Regions from separate parts of the Hordeum vulgare genome. Here all the other regions are linked to region 3. The links are chromatin contacts, called in public Hi-C maps. All regions are on one chromosome and are shown on one strand. The core of a region is the stretch at or near the end of the contact, and the rest is flanking DNA. Distances in the headings are between cores, read along the strand shown.

The links. Hi-C and Micro-C count contacts between places; a contact is called where the count stands out from the background.
Region 1: a contact with region 3 is called in a Hi-C map of leaf, with 7 times the contacts expected there. The contact joins the promoter of LOC123446835 here to the promoter of LOC123446827 in region 3. A contact is called at or near these places in 1 of 6 Hi-C or Micro-C datasets (leaf) and 1 of 1 datasets of contacts at active chromatin or transcription factors (embryo).
Region 2: a contact with region 3 is called in a Hi-C map of leaf, with 5 times the contacts expected there. The contact joins the promoter of LOC123446833 here to the promoter of LOC123446827 in region 3. A contact is called at or near these places in 3 of 6 Hi-C or Micro-C datasets (leaf and seedling).

Annotation. Positions count from the first base shown.
Region 1 is chr4H:2,001,422-2,005,718 of MorexV3_pseudomolecules_assembly, reverse strand. LOC123446835 (probable leucine-rich repeat receptor-like protein kinase At1g35710) reads left to right here and starts at 2,207. Exons shown (of 2, transcript XM_045123374.1): 1 at 2,207-4,297. The coding sequence starts at 2,259.
Region 2 is chr4H:1,974,574-1,978,841 of MorexV3_pseudomolecules_assembly, reverse strand. LOC123446833 (probable leucine-rich repeat receptor-like protein kinase At1g35710) reads left to right here and starts at 1,603. Exons shown (of 2, transcript XM_045123373.1): 1 at 1,603-4,268. The coding sequence starts at 1,647.
Region 3 is chr4H:1,677,049-1,681,550 of MorexV3_pseudomolecules_assembly, reverse strand. It overlaps LOC123446827 (5-amino-6-(5-phospho-D-ribitylamino)uracil phosphatase, chloroplastic-like), which reads left to right and starts at 2,838. Exons shown (of 2, transcript XM_045123369.1): 1 at 2,838-3,078; 2 at 3,437-4,502. The coding sequence starts at 3,595.

The sequences.
Region 1 (4,297 bases), core at 958-3,457, 320 kb before region 3:
TCACAGCCAATGCAATGATATCCATTTCCTTCTTTCTTTCTTTCTTCGCCATGAACTGAATCTTGCTTGATGAGATGCGACCCGTGACCCGCCAACCTTTGTTCTCGTTGCAGATAACTTGTGTCACTGTCTCACTTCTTGTTCCATAAACTCATTGCAGTCCACACACAACATGAGAAAGATGAACCACAACAATCAAGTCAAACGCCCAATCAAATTAGATTGAACTCGGCGCATATTGATCTTAATGAACAGGGCAGATATGGCCTTGTAGGTGACTTCACCCTTTAGTGAGAACCTTGAACCAACAAAATTTCAAAACAGTCGCCTCTAATGCAGAGATGACCTAAAAGTGAATATACAGTAGCTGAATGAAAAACAACCTTATTCGTAATTTCGGGCCATCCAGCCAATTCCTTCCTCCAGTGACGAATCCAGAAATAAAACAGAGGGTGTACACACTTAAAGAAAAAAAAAGGTCTCTTTCAATTGGCTTGGGGTGGCCTTGAAAACTAACTGTTATTACATGGTGAAAATTGTTTCCCAAAATTCCGGGTCTGCCGGGGCACACCAGGCACAACCGCTAGGTATGCCACTGCCTTAGTCCATCTATTCAGCGCGGGAGAGCAAGCTCCGTCCACCCCAAGCCTTGCAGCAGACAGGCGGCGGTTCGACTGCGTCAGCATCTGCAACAAGCACGTCGACCGACAAGAACACGAACTATGCCATGCTAGCAGAAACTTGATAAGTTTCATAACATGTCGTAATGGATAAAAATGGATGTATCTAAAAATAAAATACATCTGCATACATTTATTTTTATGATAAATATTTTCAGACGTTGGGAGTTAGTTAATTAATGAAGCAGTCACAAACGGCAAAGTCGGCGCTAAATTATGTGTCCAACAAACAAAATGAATCGTCAGAAATCCAATTAGCCACGACCATGGAGGAGACGTGGAGGCTGTGCGTCCACCAAACCCAACTACTAACCTCGTGAGTTTTGTTGCACACATATATATCTCTCTACTATTAAAGGGAGATCTGCCGTCGTCGTGATGGTTCGACCAACAGCGATCCCCCTCCTACCGTTAGCCTTTCCACCGACCAGCAGCAGTTCCATAAGCAATTGTGATGAGGTTCATTTTCTGAGCATTCTTCTTGAAATGTTTTGATCATGGGTCGAAGGTGGTATATTTTGGTGCGTTTTAATGGTGACCCATTTTCATTTCCACACCGCTCTGCATGGCCCATGATATTGGGCGTTGTGAAACAATTGTTTTTTGGCAATGCACCTATGTGGATGTTTCCCCCGCTCAAAAATAGGAATTATTATTGACCAAAATAAATATTACTATAAAATTGTGACCAATTTTCAGAACAAATCATTTTTCCTATATAATATTTTTTGTAATATTTAATTTTCTTTTCTTTATGATAGTACTAATTAATGTGGCAGCTGTCTTGTTCCAAAGATTACTTGAATCACCAAAACGGAGGCGTGGAGCCCAGCCCTTCACGTACGGCATACACCAGTCCGCGCGCGTATACCACGCAAGCATACGACGACGATCCACGCAGCGTCGGAGTCGGACGCACGGAGTGAGTGAGTCTCGTCTTCTTCCTCCCACGACTCCATGAAAGTGCTAGTCTCCGGCTGTCTCTCCCCTCAGGCCCCATGATGAGAGGCCCTCCCTATAAGAAGAGATCGACACTCCATGCATGGAGCTCCACCGGCACAAACCCGATAATAACCTACCTCCCCACCTACCATGGAGCTCCAGGGCATCGTACGACCTGTCTGGATCAGCGTTTATACCAGTCCAAAAAAATCTACTCTTGTAGTATATATATATGATTCTCAGGATCCAATTTACGTGGACACAGTGTGTTTTTGACACAGTGTGTTTTTGACACAGATACAATCAGCGAGTCAGAGTAATAATAGAATGTTTGACGTACATACGCATGGACGATACGAGAGCCCAATCCTTCACGGCATATACATACACCAATTTATTTGCGTATACCATTCCACGCATCGAATCTCGAACGTCGTCTTCATCTTGCGATGACTCCATGGAAGTGATAGTCTCGGGTCGTACGCGGAGCTGTCTCTCGCCTCCTGTCCCATGGTGAGATCGATCGAGGTACACCTATATATGGAGGTGCGCCCTACTATATAAGAGGACTCCGTGGAGTTTCATGGGCACCCACAAACCAAGAACCTACCTAGCTTCTAGCTAGCTACTCCTGTCATGCGACTAGCCATGGCGACCTCCCCTCACCTAAAGTTCATCTCTCTCACTCTCCTTCTGCTAGCGTCGTTTCCCCATGCCATGGCGCTGGCGGCACCACCACCATCCCTCCTGGAAGAACAGGCGAGAGCCCTCCTCGCCTGGAAAGCCACCATAGAGAGCCCCCCGGCCCAGCTGCGGTCCTGGGGAAACACCACAACACGGCCATGCGGCTGGTACGGCATCAGGTGTGGCGAGCATCAAGCAAGCATCACCGAGATCACTCTTCGGGGGCTGCGGCTGAGAGCCAGGCTGGAAGACCTCAACTTCACGGCGTTGCATACTCTCACGAGCATCCGACTACCCTACAATCAGATAAGAGGCCCCTTTCCACCCGCTTTAGCATCATCCTTGCCAAACCTGCGGCACCTGCTGCTCCAGGGGAATGAACTCTCCGGTGAATTACCGAGGCAAATAAAACAACTAGAGAGTCTCGTTGGATTGGACTTGTCAAACAACCACTTGTCTGGTCCTATACCCAACGAACTAGGTTACCTAAAGAAGCTCACCAGGTTAGATTTTTCCACCAACAACCTCACGGGTTCCGTTCCAACAAGCCTAGGGAATTGCACTAGGCTCACTATCTTGTACCTTGATGGTAATCAGTTATCCGGATACCTTCCTCGAGAACTAGGTTACATGGTGAAACTACATGAGTTAGCACTTAGCAACAACAATCTCATGGGTTCCATCCCCGATACCTTTGGGAGTTTGATTAACCTCACCGGATTGTACCTATGGGATAACCAACTATCTGGACATGTTCCTCGACAACTTGGTTCCTTGGTGAATCTGAAAGACTTGGAACTTTCCAAAAACAGACTCACGGGTTCTATCCCCCGTTCCTTTGGAAATTTGACAAAGCTCACTACATTGTATCTCTATGGTAATCAATTCTCTGGACATGCTCCTCGAGAACTAGGTTCCCTTGTGAATTTGCAAGTGTTGTCGCTTCACAACAACCAATTAACCGGTTCCATCCCCAACACCTTTGGAAATATGACCAATCTCACTACCTTGTACTTACATGATAACCAATTCTCCGGGCATATTCCACAAGAACTAGGTTCCCTTGTGAATTTGAAAGGCTTGGCACTTGAACGAAACAAACTCACGGGTTCCATCCCCAACACCTTCGGAAATTTGACCAAGCTCACTGCCTTGTACTTATATGATAACCAATTCTCTGGGCATATTCCTCAAGAACTAGGTTCCCTTGTGAATTTGAAAGGCTTGGCACTTGAACGAAACAAACTCACGGGTTCCATCCCCAACACCTTCGGAAATTTGACCAAGCTCACTACCTTGTACTTATATGATAACCAATTCTCTGGGCATATTCCTCAAGAACTAGGTTCCCTAGTAAATCTTGAATTGTTTGATCTTAGCAACAACACAATCTCGGGTTCCATCCCCAATACCGTTGGAAATTTGACCAAGCTCACTACCTTGTACCTCGATGACAATAAGTTCTTCGGACATGTACCACAAGAAATTGGCACCTTAATGAATCTCAAATATCTACAGCTTGATGGTAACAACCTCTCTGGTCCCTTGCCACCCGAATTGTGCGCTGGAGGCATGATAGAGAAGTTAACTGCATATGACAACAATCTCAACGGACCTCTACCATCAAGTTTGATAAACTGTAGTAGCCTAGTTAGAGTTCGTATTGAAAGGAACCAAATAGAAGGAGATATTTCTGAGATGGGGGTTTACCCAAATTTGGTCTACATAGATATGAGCTCAAATAATTTGTCTGGCCAGTTATCTTATCAATGGGGACGATGCCAAAACCTCACGATGCTACGCATCTCAAACAACAACCTTACGGGGAAAATACCCGCAAGTATGGGGCAGCTACCTCGACTAGGGATACTTGATCTTTCATCAAACAAGCTTGAAGGAGAGCTACCAAGTGCACTGGGCAATCTAAGAAATTTGTTCAACCTAAGCCTCGCGGATAATTTGCTCCATGGAAGCATTCCACAGGAAATTGG
Region 2 (4,268 bases), core at 354-2,853, 300 kb before region 3:
ACAATACTCATCTATATACTTGATATATACTGAATAATTGTTTTACACATCACCCATCATAGTATGGTTCAGTATATGATGTGCACAGTTACAGTTTACCAAGATGACGCTACTAAGGAGATTGTGAATGGTCAGTTAACTTATTTACTTCGACGAAGACATAGACCAATTTTACCATAGATTTTGACCAACAGTATTCAGTTTGCTTTAGCATCCATTTTGTGTATCCTTATTTTTTTCCTTTGCAGGTTAGTTAACTTATTTACTTCAACAAAGGCATATAGGACAAATTTTCTATAGATTTTGATCAACAATATTCTGTTTGATTTTGCATTAATTTTGTGTATTCTCAAATTGCATTGCAGTGTTCATGTATGAGAGAGTTTCCTCTATTATTCCTCCGGACAGTTGGTATCCCACATTTAAATACATATATCTCACATTTGCCATACACGCTCATGGATGTCTACAGAAAGGTGCAGAAAAGATGCAAACATGTCTTGATTTGCCATATATGCTCAGATGGAAAATACTTTGGCCATCTCTACTCTACATACCCATATAATCCAGTTAAGAAGTGTTATGACACATAAACGAAAATTATTAACAGTAAGGCAGTTATGTCACTATAAATATAGTTCAAAATAGCAAGCGTTGGCTACAATAAGGCAGTTATGTCACTATAAAATATCACCTAGGAGGCGCTTCAATTATCAAGCAGTATATCCAATTTTTCATTAGCATGCCTTGATTTACATCATGTTGGACATCATTAGGGTAATACAAGTGGTTTGTTAGACGGTTTATATATACTTTGTAAACCTAGAGAAATGTGATATCGAGTGAGACGTCAGAAGTTTATTTTGTATCCAATACCATCATCCAGTATTATTCAACTTAATAGTTTTGCATTTATTTCTTAACATCATGTGCTACAAAATTCCCGCGGCAACGCGCGGGGCATCATCTAGTAATAATAAATAGTAACATTCTTCAAGCACACAGATGACAGATTACGTGGTAGTACAACACAATCGTATACATTACTTGTAAATTAAACTCGATCGAGAAACATGCATGTCGGCATGTTGTTGTATATATATATATATATATATATATATATATATATATATATATATATATATATATATATATATATATTCCCTTTGCATGCTGCCGGAAGCACAACATCTGCTGTCCAAGTGTTGTAGCCTCGAGTCAGAGTCCAACCATATCACTCACAAGTAGTCCAATAAATCGGCAGTGTATTTTTCAGCAGGGAATCAACCAGCGACTTAATTTCTCGATTCTCCACTAACAGCGATAGGCCAATAAATCTACGCCGCAGCCCACAGACAAAAATTAATTCCAGGATCCATTTTTGCGTGGACACATTTTTTTGATACTTGAGCAGTTTAGTTGAGAGAGAGTAACAGAATTCCAGCCATAGACGCCATAGACCAGTCAGCGTACGTACAGCATTCTTGTTGCCGTCTTGTTGGAACGACTGGGTGCTACCGTGCTAGTCTCTCTCACCTAAGCATGATCGATGAGAGGTGCACCTACATAAGATCAACACTCCCACGGATCAGTTCAGTTTAACAGCTGGCACAGAACCAATAACCTAGCTAGCTACTCCAGCCGCCATGGACATGGAGACCTCCCCTCACCTAAAGCTTGTCTGGCTCGCCCTCCTCCTCCTAGCCTCGTCTCCCGGTCCCGGGGCCATGGCGGCACCACCCCCACGCCTCCTAGAAGAACAGGCAGGAGCCCTCCTCGCCTGGAAAGCCACCATAGAGAGCCCCCCGGCCCAGCTGCGGTCCTGGGGAAACACCACAACACGGCCATGCGGCTGGTATGGCATCAGGTGTGGCGAGCATCAAGCAAGCATCACCGAGATCACTCTAAGGGGGTTGCGACTGAGATCGGAGCTGGACGCCCTCAACTTCACGGTGTTGCATACTCTCACGAGCATCCGACTACCCTACAATCAGATAAGGGGCCCCTTTCCACCCGCTTTAGCATCATCCTTGCCAAACCTGCGGCACCTGCTGCTCCAGGGGAATGAACTCTCCGGTGAAATACCCACGCAAATAAAACAACTAGAGAGTCTCGTTGGATTGGACTTGTCAAACAACCACTTGTCTGGTCCTATACCCACTGAACTAGGTTACCTAAAGAAGCTCACCAGGTTAGATTTTTCCACCAACAACCTCACGGGTTCCGTTCCAACAAGCCTAGGGAATTGCACTAGGCTCACTATCTTGTACCTTGATGGTAATCAGTTATCCGGATACCTTCCTCGAGAACTAGGTTACATGGTGAAACTACATGAGTTAGCACTTAGCAACAACAATCTCATGGGTTCCATCCCCGATACCTTTGGGAGTTTGATTAACCTCACCGGATTGTACCTATGGGATAACCAACTATCTGGACATGTTCCTCGACAACTTAGTTCCTTGGTGAATCTGAAAGACTTGGAACTTTCCAAAAACAGAATCACGGGTTCTATCCCACGTTCCTTTGGAAATTTCACAAAGCTCACTACATTGTATCTCCATGGTAATCAATTCTCTGGACATGCTCCTCGAGAACTAGGTTCCCTTGTGAATTTGCAAGTGTTGTCGCTTCACAACAACCAATTAACCGGTTCCATCCCCAACACCTTTGGAAATATGACCAATCTCACTACCTTGTACTTACATGATAACCAATTCTCCGGGCATATTCCACAAGAACTAGGTTCCCTAGTAAATCTAGAATTGTTTGCTCTTAGCAACAACACACTCACGGGATCCATCCCCAATACCTTTGTAAATTTGACCAATCTCACTACCTTGTACCTATATGATAACCAACTCTCTGGACTTGTTCCTCGAGAACTAGGTTCCTTGCTGAATTTCAAACACCTGTTGCTTCAAAACAACCAACTCACGGGCTCCATCCCCGATACCTTTGGAAATTTGAACAAGCTCACTACCTTGTACCTTCACCGTAACTTACTCTCCGGAGATGTTCCTCAAGAATTAGGTTCCCTAGTGAACCTAGAAGACTTGACACTTCACAGAAACAAACTATTGGGTTCCATCCCCAATACCTTTGGAAATTTGACCAGGCTCACTACCTTGTACCTATATGATAACCAACTTTCCGGGCATGTTCCCCGAGAACTAGGGTCCTTGGTGAATCTAGAAGATTTGGAACTTCACAAAAACAAACTCTTGGGTTCCATCCCCGATGCCTTGGGAAACTTGACCAAGCTCACTACCTTGAACCTAGGGCAAAACCAACTTTCAGGGGGCATTCCTCGAGAACTCGGTTACTTGGTGAATCTAGAAGACCTGGAACTTGACAAAAACAAACTCAAGGGTTCCATCCCCAATACCTTTGGAAATATGACCAAGCTCAATACCTTATACCTTGATGATAATCAATTCTCCGGACATGTTCCACAAGAAATTGGTACCTTAATGGATCTCCAATATGTACAACTTGATAGTAACAATCTCTCTGGTCAATTGCCACCTAACTTGTGTGTTGGCGGCATGCTCAAGACATTAACCGCATTTGACAACAATCTCAATGGCCCTTTGCCATCAAGTTTGGTAAACTGCAGAAGCCTTGTCCGTGTTCGTCTTGAAAGGAACCAAATAGAAGGAGATATTTCTGAGATGGGGGTCTATCCAAACCTTGTCTACATAGATATGAGCTCAAACAATTTATTTGGTCAGTTATCTTATCACTGGGGGGGTTGCCATAATCTTCAGATGCTAAGAATCTCAAACAACAACCTTACAGGGGAAATACCCACAAGTATGGGGCAACTATCTCAACTAGGGTTACTTGACCTTTCATCAAACAAGCTTGAAGGAGTGCTCCCAAGTGCACTAGGCAATCTAAAAAAATTGTTCAACTTGAGCCTCGCGGACAATTTTTTCCACGGAAGCATTCCACAAGAAATCGGAGCACTATCAAGTCTGGAGTTACTGGATTTGTCACCAAATAACCTAAATGGTTCGGTACAAGATTCAGTTGAGCATTGTTTGAAGCTTCGCCTTTTGAAGTTGAATCACAATAACTTCGTAGGAAACATCCATGCCGAGCTAGGCTTATTGGGCAATTTACATGAACTGGATTTAAGTGAAAATTCATTTATTGGGGCAATACCTGGCCAACTTAGTGGTTTGATCATGCTAGATACTCTGAATCTTTCACACAACGAACTAAATGGTTCCATCCCATCATCATTTCAGAATATGGAAAGC
Region 3 (4,502 bases), core at 1,589-4,088:
CGATGACGTGGCATCATTAGCGGTTGATCACTGTAGCTTAATTACAATCACTACTGTAGCAAAAGTCGAGGATGTCACAAACGCATTAACACTTGGTGAATACATGAACTCCTCATACTATGGTCATCTCCGGGAGTGGTTCCGGCTATTGTCATTCCGGAGTTGCCGGGTCATAACACATAGTAGGTGACTACAACTTGCAAGATAGGATCAAGAACACACATATATTGACGAGAACATAATAGGTTCATATATGAAATCATGGCACTTGGGCCCTAGTGACAAGCATTAAGCATGGCAAAGTAGTAGCAACATCAATCTCAGAACATAGTGGATACTAGGGATCAATCCCCGTTAAAACTAACTCGATTACATGATAGATCTCATCCAACCCATCACCGTCCAGCAAGCCTACGATGAGATTACTCACGAACGGTGAAGAGCATCATGGAATTCGCGATGAAGGAAGGTTGGTGATGATGATGGCGACAATTTCCCCTCTCTAGAGCCCAGAACGGACTCCAGATCTGCCCTCTAGAAGAAGAACAGGAGGTGGCGGCGCCTCCGTATCGTAAAACGTGATGAACTCTTCTCCTTGATTTTTTTTCCGGACGAAAGGGACTAAATATACCTGAGATTGGAGGCGGTGGAGTTTTGTGGGGCCCACAAGCCTGCCAGGCGCGGCCAGGGGGGCCCACGCTAGGTGGGCTTGTATGCTCCACGCTCCACTTTCTCCGTTGATTCTTGCGCCAGTATTTTTGATATATTCCACAAAAATTCTCCGTAAATTCTGCAAGGTCGGTTCTCGTCAATATATGTTATTTCTGCGCAAAAACAACACCATGGCAATTCTGCTGAAAACAGCGTTAGTCCGGGTTGGTTCCATTCAAATCATGCAAATTAGAGTCCAAAACAAGGGCAAAAGAGTTCGGAAAAGTAGATACGACGGAGACGTACCAGCGACGGCTTCGGGTCAGATGGGGATTCGAGCTAGGGTGGTTCTTGGTCCATGCTGAGAGGTGGGGTGGCTCCGCGGGGTTGAGGTAGAGCGGATGGTGGCGCGGGAGGAGCGAGTGGGGCTCTATTTTGGTGGAATTTGACCGGGGTGCTGTGGCGGCCGAAACCACCGGATGTGCTAAAGATGATCTCCCCCGGTCGATTGCTTGCTATGGGAGCTCGAGAGGGATGGCAGGGGGTCGTCTGATGGTTTGTTTGAGCCTGGGGGGTCCCTTAAATAGGCGGCAAGGTCGGTTCAACGACGGCCGTGGATAAGAATGGCGTCTGCCCGCCACTGTTGGCTGCAGACGACGTGGCGATGGCCGGCGATGTCAGGGTGCTAGCGGACGAGCCCCCTTGTGCTCATGTTGGCGAGCTAGCAAGTTGCGGCCACTTAGGTGGTGCTGCCATGGCAGAAGGCAGAAGTTGTCGTCGGCTAGCCGCCAAGGTGGCTGCTGCGGCGGCCGTGAGCGACGCCGGGGTTGTCGGAGTGTCTCTGCGGCCTAGGAGGGGTCGGAGCGTGTTTCTTCGAGCGAGCAAGGGTCGGGTTGCTGTAGGTGGGACGCGACGACACGGCTGCGGGTGCGTGCAATATGTGCGCTCTGCTCGCGCTCTATGCACACACGACACCTGCTCGACAGAATGCCAGAGTGTCTTAGAGGGCTTGGGTGCAAATGAAACTTACCAGATCCATTGATGAGAGTGGTGTAGGGCTAGTGGACATGTTGGCTTGGTTATTAGGGCAACTTCACAGTACATACTAAAAAGCATGCCAATTCTGGTCAGGGATATAAGGTGTTCGACTGATTGCCATGGGCTTCTATATGGTCTTGCTCCCAACCAAAATTGGAAGCTAATGATGATGGCATGGTTGGTTTTGGCAAAACAAAAACTTCCTAGTGCAAGTTTTGTAAAAGTTCAGTTCCTGACAGAATTAAAATGGTGTTATAACATGGTCTCAAAAAATGCCTCTACATGTGTTTGGTGCAGAAAATAATAGGGATGCAGTGCAAACTGGCAAACTGGTCCAGAACAGAAAAGAGGATGTGGTGCTCAACATTTTAAAAAGACCAAAGTGGATTTTTGCATAAAAGTGATTTGTATGCACCCCTTGACATCTCCCATTTTTTTGAGTTTTTGAAAGAGTATATCCAGGGGTTGTAGTTCAAAACACCAAATTGGACCGAATAGAAAAGAAGATAATGTACTCGATTTTTCCAAAATACTTGGCTAGGTTTTTTTTCCATAAGATTGATCGAGGAACATCATAGGTCATCAACAAATTTTTGTGAAATTTTTAAATGAAGTTACCAAATGGTTACAGTTCAAATTAGGCCCTTAAAGAAATCAAAAGACATTTTTGAATAAATGCAACTTGGCAAAAATATTTATAAAAAGGCTTTCACTGAACTTGCCAAATGAAAGAAGAAATACTAAGGCCAGCATTCAAGTCATAACATATTTTTCAAAAACTCCTACCGGGAGGAGAAATCTTTATAATTCAGAGAAAAGCAATGGATCTGAAATCCATAGAAAAGCCCCAAAACAAAAATTTAAAAATGTCATGGCCAAATTTTAAAATAAATAAAACCATGATTAAAATTTTAGGGTGTTACGTAATATTCCTTTACGGCTACTCTTTCTGTAGTTGAGCATCGCAAAACAACTTGGATGTGTGTTGGCTTCGCTTAGTAGATAGCTTGGATTTTTGTAAAAGGACTTGCCATCAAAATCGTTTGTAGATGCCGACCCGCTTCGACGGGTGGAAGAGAAGGAAAAAAAAAAAGTAGGAAGCCGCCGGGTAATTCCATGGCCGCGGGAGGGCCGCACGTTTGGGCGACGTGTCGCGCGTGGGCCGGGGACTCGTCTCTCCTTCCTCCTCCACCACCACCACCACCACCACCACCACCACGGGACCGGACACCAGAGACCAATAGAAAAATCCTTCCTTTCCTTCTACCAATCAATCGATCGCGTGGCGGAGAAGAAGAGACCAAGGAAGGAACGAACCACAAGCTATCTCCGGTCGCCTGCTTCCTTCCCCAATCCACCCACCGCCTCCCTCGCCGCCGGGAACCCACGGTACGGTCCCTTATCCTCTCCCCTCCGCTCCGCCCAGCTCCCCTCGGAGAGGACCCGACCCAACCCAACCGAATCGAATCCAGCGGAGCGGTGGCCACCTATATCTATAGATAGAAAGATCGGCGCAACAATCCCCAAATCGAATCCATCCGCGTTTGCTTTGGTTTCTTTCTGTCTTTCTTTGTTTATCTGCTGCCTGCCTCCCCGTTGATTGAGAGAATTATTATTAGGTGCTGGCTGCTCCCGTGGCTGCTCTGTTTCCTTCGATTCCTGCCATGGATTTTCTCTTCTTCTTCTTCTCTCTGCGGCGGATTGGGTTCTGACCGGGTTTCGTTCCTGCTTCTTCCTCTTCTTGCAGAGCGGAATCGGAATCGGAATCAGCAGCGACACGGCGGAGGGGTTGGGGCGGAGGAAGGATTTGCCCGGCGGCTCAGGGATCTCGTCGTTTGGCTCTCCCTCCTCCTTCTTGATTGATCGACCGGTAGGTGGGCGATTCGGGCGGATCCAGCGGCAGCCATGATGATGGTGGACACGGTCAGCGCCAGCACCTCCTTCATCGCCCACCACCCCTTCGACCACCACCGGCCGAAGGGGATCCACGCGCGCAGGACGCTCCATGTCGTCAGCTGCCGCCACCTGGGCACTGCCTTCGCCGGCCGCCGCCTCGTGGCACGGGTGGTGCCCACGAGGCAGCCCGCGAGGCGGCTTGCCGACTGGCCGGCCAGGGCCCTGGCCGCGGTCGGGTTCACCAAGGAGGCCGTCCCGCGGAAGGAGTTCCGGGGGATCCCGGGAGAGGGCGACACCGGCGGCCTGGGGACCGATGATGCTCCCCCAGCGGCAACGCCGTCGTGGCCGCCACGGAACAGGGCCGACGACCCCAGCCTGCACAACCCCCTGATGCGTCTCGAGCGCATGGGCTGTGGTTGGGTCGGCGTCATCTTCGAGTGGGAGGGCGTGGTTGTGGAGGACGACACGCGGCTGGAGCGGCAGGCGTGGCTGACCCTGGCCGAGGAGGAGGGCAAGTCGCCGCCGCCAGCATTCGTCCTTCGGCGGGTCGAGGGGATGAAAGCCGAGCATGCCGTCTCCGAGGTTCTCTGCTGGTCCCGGGACCCCTCGGAGCTCCGCCGCCTGGCGGCACGCAAGGAGGAGATCCACGGCGGGCTCCGCGGCGCGGCCAGCCAGATGCGGGACGGGTCGAGGGAGTTCATGAGCACGCTCGTCAACTACAAGATCCCCCTCGCCGTCGCCTCCACGCGGCCCCGCAAGGCCGTCGAGGCGGCCATCGAGGCCGTCGGCGCCCGGGGCTTCTTCGACGCCGTCGTGGCCGCCGAGGACGTGTACCGGGGCAAGCCCGACCCCGAGCTGTTCCTCTATGCCGCGCAGCTGCTTGGCTTCATCCCCGAGCGCTGCGTCGTGTTTGGCAA